3 separate regions of the Danio rerio genome follow, and all the other regions are linked to region 2. A link is a contact called in public Hi-C data. All regions are on one chromosome and are shown on one strand. Each heading gives the region's core, a stretch centred on a gene start, on an enhancer-like site or on the middle of the called end of the contact. The rest is flanking DNA. Distances are from core to core; before and after follow the strand shown.

What was found. A called contact is a pair of places that touch in the nucleus more often than the background predicts.
Region 1: a Hi-C map of embryo shows a contact between it and region 2, with 4 times the contacts expected there. The contact joins two enhancer-like sites. A contact is called at or near these places in 8 of 18 Hi-C or Micro-C datasets (caudal fin, embryo, fibroblasts and 3 more) and 1 of 4 datasets of contacts at active chromatin or transcription factors (caudal fin).
Region 3: a Hi-C map of embryo shows a contact between it and region 2, with 2.8 times the contacts expected there. The contact joins the promoter of nsd1b here to the enhancer-like site in region 2. A contact is called at or near these places in 9 of 18 Hi-C or Micro-C datasets (caudal fin, embryo, fibroblasts and 3 more) and 1 of 4 datasets of contacts at active chromatin or transcription factors (caudal fin).

Annotation. Positions count from the first base shown.
Region 1 is chr21:40,997,595-41,000,501 of GRCz12tu, forward strand. No RefSeq gene overlaps it. Among named protein-coding and RNA genes, the nearest start is that of nsd1b, 16 kb to the right of the region's middle. Within about 2 kb of position 1,392, at least 20 of the 62 cell types and tissues checked have an H3K27ac peak or open chromatin away from gene starts, as enhancers often do.
Region 2 is chr21:40,773,858-40,776,842 of GRCz12tu, forward strand. No RefSeq gene overlaps it. Among named protein-coding and RNA genes, the nearest start is that of znf346, 22 kb to the left of the region's middle. Within about 2 kb of position 1,549, at least 36 of the 62 cell types and tissues checked have an H3K27ac peak or open chromatin away from gene starts, as enhancers often do.
Region 3 is chr21:41,013,771-41,016,568 of GRCz12tu, forward strand. nsd1b (nuclear receptor binding SET domain protein 1b) reads left to right here and starts at 1,290. Exons shown (of 23, transcript XM_073935469.1): 1 at 1,290-1,391; 2 at 1,518-1,648.

The DNA.
Region 1 (2,907 bases), core at 142-2,641, 220 kb after region 2:
TTGTCTAAAAAAATGTATAAAAAATATAGGAAAATGTGGCAAAATCAAAAGGATAACATTTATTCCCTTGAAAAGGCTTTCAAAAAATAAAAAATTCATGGAAATTAACAAGTATGGAAAATAGTACATGGCTTATTATTTTATGTATAAAGGTACTAAATAACAGTCAATTATCATGGTTATGTTATGTTTCCAATTTAATTCAATTCAAGTTTACATGTATAGCACTTTTCACAAAAAATATCATTCCAAAGCAGCTTCACAAAATGTGTATATATTTTTTGTGAACCATTAAAGAAGTTGCTTAGAGAACATTTTAATGCACGTTTCAGATGACATATTATATGGGCAGTAGTGTTCATTTTACCTAGAAACTAGTCAATATTATATAGTTTCACAAAAATGCAATTATTTCCACTGAGCCGCAGTCGAAACATAAAGCTGAGTTTAAAACTAGTGTGAAAATGTAAGGTTGAAAATAAAAACTCATAAACTTACTGTGAATTTTGTTAACTGTAAAAACTATAATTGAATACTGCTAACCAAAGTGATCATTGATCAGTTTTTTGTCAGAAGTTCCTGAATCACAAGGTGATCACTCACAAATCAGAATGAACAACATGGGTTTTATTCAAATGAGTAGAGTTCACACAGGACGACTTAGCAAACGAAATTAAATATAAAGCTGAACCCATTGAACGGTGGGAAGGAAGAGGCTCTCACCAGCATCAGATCATGACCCGCACCAGCGAGGAGCCCTAAACCCTCTACTGTCTCATCAACAGCTATATGACAGGCCTCATCCCACAGAACCACGATTCAGATTGACATCTCAATGAGGGGGCCGGTGCCAGTCTTTTACAAGCGCCATTTCACGGCTGTGCTCTTTGTCCTCTACCCCCCCACTCCACCCCACCGGGTAGAGCCCAGCCCTTTCTTTTTTGGGAGCAGAGAGAGCTGCAGCGGGCAGATACAGGGAGGGCCTCTCGTCATGCCCCACTGCCCTTCAATCGGTGTCTGAGTCATTGCCCACAAAAACTGGCTTGCTCCATATACCTCGCTTTTGCATATGAATGAACGGCCTATTGTCCGGCCTTAAATGCACATTAAACCTGTCTGGAAACAACCGAGAGGAGGCGCACACTTTTTCCCTCATCTTAATAAACTAATTAATTGGACATATGAGATTTAGGAGAGGAAGAACTTCTTGGCGCTGTTTATTCCAGCGCTTCCTTAAGCAACGGCAAGTGTCCCTCATAAAGGAAAGGATGTTTATAGTTCTGCCAAGAGTAGCTCAGAGTCTTTGTATGGAGGCCAAACGGAGACCTCTGGCTTTTGTCTGTGAATGAGGGTTTGAACAAACTCATCCCGCCAGACAGACCGTTGCAGAGGCTCGTCCGTCCCGTCTTGCCCTGCAGGTTTGCCCTTTGCTCTGGCCTGGAGAGGAGACACTGGAGATGGGCCGAGTTCAGGCAAACCAGGTCAGCTGAGATCTGAGAGAGAGCAAAGTGCACGTCCAAATAAGAGTGATTAGAGATATCAATAGGCATTTCCATTGACTTACGCCATTGACAGTTTGCTTGTGAGTCTTGTTTGACCATGTTACGCATTGTTGGTTTGTAGAATCTTAGATTATGTAGAAACTTTTTGTAGAAAATAGATTATGATTGATGCAAAGGAGTGAAGTTCTACAATCTGTAGTAGAAAAGGCATGTGATTTGCTTGTTGTTCAAAACTCATTTGTTGTTGTATTGTCTTACAAAAAGGTATGTGAACTGTTTTGTTTGCACATGGAAAGCCAATGTGGTTTCAACATTTAAACTCCAAACATCCAATCAAATGTGAGCATTGATCAGCATCAGTAGATTGGCCTGTGGTATGCACATGTCAAACCTCATGGGTTTTCACAAGTCAAGACATCTGAGGTTACAATTTCAGAAGATGTACAAAACACCAGCTAGTTCATGCTGCATTATACCTAAGAGAGCTTGGATGCTTTGGATCGTATTGACTTTAATAAATTGGACTGAAAAACTGAAAGGATCTGCTTTTTTGTGTGTTCTGCAGAATAAAGAAAATCGGTTACGCTTTATTTTGATGGTCCGTTTGTTGAATTTACGTAACATTGCATCTACATGCCAACTAATTCTCATTAGATTATAGGTAGACTTTTATGTTGGGATTAGGCTTACTGTAAATTAACTTGTTCTTGCTAAGTTTTTCATAGTTAGTTAAATGTCTGTTAAAAGAGCAGTATCAACAGATAAGCAGTTAAGTGTTGCCATAAAATCATTTGACATGAGAGTGAGAAAATTATGGAAAGAGTTCTACTTTCGGGTGAACCAACTTTTAAAACATGGTTTCTGAATTATATGTCTGTCCTTGACGTGCAAAATGACATGGAAAATGAATGCCTCAGATAACCTTCATCTGCATGCAGTACAAAGCTAAAAAGAGGAACAAGTCAGAGAACATCTAATCTCTGGTTTTTCTGGACCTTTTCTAGGAGTTAGCGGTTTTGCTAAACTGCAGGGACTGTGATGTGACTGTCAAAATAACAGTGCAGTCTGGACATAAAGAATAAAGGTATACTTTAAAAGTGGCTTTGCATCTTAAAATCCAACAAACAGAAATTAACCCTGCATTCTTTTTACCACCTACAGTGCTAAACTACACTAAAGTTTGCAAAAAACACTCTATGAAGAGATTTCTGTAAAAATGTAAATTGCCGGAGCTGTTAGTCTCCAGTTAATTTTTCTGGCATGCCCCATGTTGGGCTTTGTGTCCTTGCTCCAACTGCTTGGCTCCAACCCACATGCAGAGGTCCTTCAGGGCCAGTGCCCCAGAGGGGGACTCCGTCCTTAGCCTCAAACAGCCGTCAACGGCCCAGTGGGGATTGTTTGTACT
Region 2 (2,985 bases), core at 299-2,798:
ATCGCTAGAAGATACTATCAAAACTATTCGACCACTTTGACCTGCAAGATCTGCTGTCATGAACAACATTGACAGAAAATATTAAGGTATTCAGATGACAAGTTGATTTAAAAGAAAAGCATTTCACAGAATTGTGGGGAAATTGTTTCTTTACATTACTAAATGTATTTGACTATGAAAAAATTGTTCTTTTAATAAACACTAAAAGCTTCTTTTTCTGTGGACCATCTTTGGGGGAAAAAAAACAGTTTTGGGTTGCGTTTTTCAATCTTGTATTCGAATATGTTCAGACTTTGTCCACAAGATGGCATACATTACACACTGGCCTTAGCTTTTTCCTAATTGCCGTCTTTCGATGATCAAGAGACATTCACAGTATACAGACAATTAGGGCGTTCAGAATTTAACACAGAAAATTATAACCATTTTCTGTAAGTTAAATGGCACACAATGTGCTACAGAGGGGACAATGTTTTAAATTCATTTTTAAAGGCGACTAAAGAAAATACTAGCGAAGAGCAAGTGTGAATGGGAAAATGCTGCACACTTGGCCATGATGAAGAGACCTGACCTGGGTGTCACATTCACCAAACTGCTGGACTCTTACAGATTTGTCATTACCAAATCTCTTCTCTGAAGTAATGTACTTCAAATGTGCTATGTAAACCAGCTAAATTATTATTATTATTATTATTATTATTTTTTGGAAAACTGACATTTAAACCAACAACTGAATTGCTAGCACCGTCATGTATAAGAATCAGTGTATTTTAGCTATAAATGTCAATAAGTCAGAATTAAGCCCCCCTCAATTATTAGCCCCCTTTATTTCCCCCTCAATTTCTGTTGAACTGAGAGATTTTTTCAACACATTTCTAATAGTTTTAATAACTCATTTATGATTTATCTTTGCCATGATAACAGCACATATTTTACTAGATATTTTTCAAGACACTTCTGTACAGCTTAAAGTGACATTTACAGGCTTAACTAGGTTAATTAGGTTAACTAGGCAGGTTAGTGTAATTAGGCAATTCATTGTAACGATGGTTTGTTCTGTGGACTATCGAAAAATGGGCGAAATATTTTGACCTTAAAATGTTTTTTTAAACATTAAAAACTGCTTTTATTATAGCCAAAATAAAACAAACAAGACTTTCTCCAGCAGAAAAAATATCAGACGTACTGTGAACATTTCCTTGCTCTGTTAAATATAATTTGGGAAATATATAAAAAAAAATAATTCAAAGGGGCTCAGTAGCATGCTGAACTGCTGAAGCACAACAAATAAACTCAAATAAAAAGAAAAACAAACGAGCACTTAAGCATAAAAGCTAGCACTATTTAGCAAAATGAGCACTATAAATGCTAATGCGTGCAATAACAGCCATGATGCGTGGCGAAAACGCGGTTTGGTATTTTCATTCATAAAACGGCAGCAGGGAGGAGGGTTGACTATTTTCATTGATAAGATCTATTTACTCGAAGGGGGAGGATCTGGAGCCTTTCCATTCACCGAGAGAGCGGCTTCTGCCCTCCAGTGAGGCGCCACGGCATAAACAACAACACAGTTCAGTTCAGCGCACTAGCAGGCTGAAACAGACCCAGACCCACTCAATGTACAAACCCACCGCCAGCTTTCCCTGTGTATTCCCTCCTGAGATCTTAGCACAGCAGTTTCTCATCCGGTAAAAATATATACACATTCAAATATATATTGAAATGTATTTTCAAAATGTAATATATAAGCCTATTATAGTCAGAGTATGAAGTTGTTAAAAAAGACTGAATGGGTATTGTGAACAGTTTTCAAATCGAAAGGTTTTTTAATGTTGACTATGTATAGTCAAAGGTACAAGAATGATCGTTGTTCAGTAGTTTTTTTTTTTTTTTCAAAATTTTTTTTCCAGTTTCAAGTTGATTATGTTTATGTAGTATACACTGAATACCTATATTGTAAAGCCCAAAAGTGTTCAGTTACAAAACAAATTTTTACTTTTTTTACATCGAATCAAAACTTTAAGTCAAGAGTTTGCCAGGAGTACATTTAAAGTTATATTACAATGTATTTGGAAAAAAAAGGTTTGAAAGCTCTTAAAAATAAATACATTTTCATACAAAAATGTGATATTTTGCCTCATACTTTTAAATATGTATTTAGTTGAAAAGTACTTATACAGTTGAAGCCAGAATTATTAGCCCCCCTTTGAATTTGTTTTCTTTTTTTTAAATTTCCCAAATGATGTTTAACAGAGCAAGGAAATGTTCACAGTATGTCTGATAATATTTTTTCTTCTGCAGAAAGTCTTATTTGTTTTATTTCGGCTAGAATAAAAGCAGTTTTTATTTTTTTAAGAACCATTTTAATGTCAAAATTATTATATTATTATTATATTAATATTATTAGCTTCTTTAAGCTATATTTTTCGATAGTCTACTGAACAAATCATCATATCTTACATAATTACCTTAACCTTCTTAACCTAGTTAAACATATAAATGTCACTTTAAGCTGTATTGAAGTGTCTTGAAAAATATCTAGTCAAATATTATTTACTGTCATCATGGCAAAGATAAAAGAAATCTGTTATTAGAAATTAGTTATTAAATCTATTATGGTTATAAATGTGTTAAATGTGCAAACATAAATTGGGGAAAATAAACAGGGGGCCTAATGATTCTGACTTCAACTGAAAAAGACAAACTTGAAAAATAAATAAAACTTTTATTGACAGCCACAGTAACAAGCAAACATATTTAAGTATGTGTTGTGCTGTGCATTATTTGTCACTCTATTCTTTTACTCTTATTTTAAGAGTATAAATCATTTTTATTTTAAATAATTGATACTTCAGATCTTCGTCCACAGTTTAAAATGCATTTTCTTGACCTTGGAATACATTCCAAAATATATTTTGATGCATGAAAAACTTGAAATTACATACACACAGTTGAAATCTCAATTGTTAGTCCACTTGAATTATT
Region 3 (2,798 bases), core at 40-2,539, 240 kb after region 2:
TAAGGTTTTAGTTATGATACTCCCAAAATAATTCCACAGAAATCCGCAGATTTTTACCAAAATTATCCGCAGAAATAGCAAAAAACGTCCGCAAATTCCGTGTACTTTTCCTGCTGTAACTTAGCCTACCCCGGGTGTGTTTTTTTCTGTCAGGTGCGGCGCTGTTCAGGCGAAGCAGAAAACAGCAACAGCAGGCCCACAGACAGCTCTGAAACACTTTCTCTCTCAGCTCAACGCCAGTGTTGACATCTTTCGCAGATTTCCCTTAAAGATGACAGAGAGAAACATCTTTAACTGCGTCGAGTGGATACGACGGCAGTCCCCAAGCCCTGAACACGCCATCCCCTAAAATATCCCTAACCGGACGATGAACAGTTTTGAGTTATGCAGGATTTGAAACAGACATGTTGCAAACTACCCCAAATACATGTTATCGCTGCCACTTATTGAAATGGGATAAAAATATATCTGTTCGTCGCTTTAAATCGCTCAAATGCCAAACTCGCACGACATTAATCCTTGGCACAGTCGTCGGCATAATGTCCGACTCCTCCATTTTCTCTCACCAGAATTGTTTTATTAACGGCAGAAGCAGGAAATCAAACCCGCGGTGTATTTGTTCACACGCCCAAATATAACCTGAATGAACAGATTCGATGCCATTTTATGAAGATGTGACTTAATGAGACGGAGAAGCCGCGTTGCTGGCGATGTTTGTGCCTTGTTTATTACGCACATCCTCTTCTAATACATATATATATAACGTTACACGAATTTGCCATTATTCATGGAGTAACACTGCAGAACGCATAGAACACGTTGAGCGCGAGGCATGTTATCATTAACACAATGTAAAAAGCGTCGTTGAAAGGCGAGCTACAACTTCTTGGATGTATAAAGGCTTACTTCAAAATCGAAATTTAACACTTTGTGGCCTGTGCCAGCACACGGCAGACTCCATCTTGAATAACAAGAGCGCTGAACTTACAATCAAAACGCGTATTTAAATAATGTTCCTAATGTTTGTGTTAAACACTTATGTTTGTTTCAGAATTTTCTGTCATATCACTTCAATGAAACATGCTGTCAATTAATAGCAGAAACGTCAACCCGTTATAAAAGCGCGTATAACTGGGGAAAATGTTGAAAAGACGTTGAAATGTTCGATTAAAAATGCATTTGAGCGTTTATTGGGATGTGTTTTGGGGATAAAGTGAAGCACAGGAGTTGAGGAGAGCTCCTCTCACAGGGGGCTGGGTTGCTGTGCCGATTGGCTGCTGTTCATAGACACATACAGTCACGGGCTTGAAACAGAACCAGGAGCAGGTCGACAGCAAGGAAAGCATAATCACTGAAAATGAAAAGTACAACGTCCGTATCGTAAAGCGGAGGTACGCTGTGACTCAGACACCGCGCACTGGGAAGCCTGCTCTCTGCGTGAGTGTTATAATGCATGTCTTTGCTGTGTTTTTATATTGTAGGGCTGGAGAGTGATGGTAGCGTGAATGTGTTCTCAGGTTCTCTGGCCTACTACTGCAGCTGCGGCTGGGATTTTCTTGATCCACTTTCACAATTTGGGAAAAGGGGTCATTTCACGCGCACAAACGAAGTGGTTTCAGTATGAATGACACTTGTCAACATGCAAATGGTAAGATTTCAGCGGTGTTTCCTTGAGTATAACATTCTGTTTGTTTTTTTGTCTTTTAAACGAAAAGACAGGCGTAACCCTGTGTGAACTCGCATATTTACCCGGAGATACATAGTATTAAAATACAAAGATATACATATTAATGAGATTAGCACGCGTGGCAATGAACCCAGCGCTAGGGGTTGCACATGTATGTCATTGCCGAATCTTATACTACTACTTCGTGTGAATTGTGTGTGTGTGTGTCAGAGTTCATGCTTGGCTCTGTCATATATGTGCGCCGCTTTCATTGCTGCGTCCCTATGTTTTGGAGTATGCTCGAAATGGCTCTCCATACTGGCCCTACTACTGTAAACCCGTCCGAACCTACAGTCGTGCTGAAAACTTTGAGGAATTTAGTTTAATTTTGTGTAAAAATCAGATACATCAATACATTTTCAATTTAATATCTAGATTGTATTTATATAAAAAAATATATAGACAAATACAATTTGTAGCTTTTCTTTTATAAAATAGTTCACAAATGTATCTTTTCAAATATAAATGTCAAGATCACCAGATATACAGAGAGTAAGTTTAGTGGGTGTTTTAAATAATGGGATTACACAGTGCAAAAAAAGCTTTTCTTACTTAAATTTTCTTGTCTTATTTTTAGTCCAAATATCTGAAAATTCCTTAATCAAGAAGAATTTTCTTGACAAGCAAAACCTATTGCCTTTTTTTCAGGAATAACAGCCCAAATTAAGTGAGTTTTTCCTCAAAACAAGCAAAATGATCTGCCAATGGGGTAAGCAAAATAATCTTATGTCAAAGAAAAAGATATATTTTGCTTACTCCATTGTCTGATTATTTTGCTTGTTTTATGGAAAAACTCGCTTAATATTGGCATATTATTATTAGACAATATGTTTTGCTTTCCTAGAAAATTCTTCTTGATTTAAGAATTTTTGAATATTTGGACTAAAAACAAGACAAAAATCTAAGTAAGAAAAGCATTTTTTTTTTGCAGTGCAATCAGGTTGGATATTTACTTGTTGTTTGGCAGATTGGAAAAGGATATTATATTATATAATTCTGGATTTTTTAAATTTTTTATTTACAAAGTACACCTTACAGTAACTTTAAAAGATCTTCAGGACTTTAGGCAGGA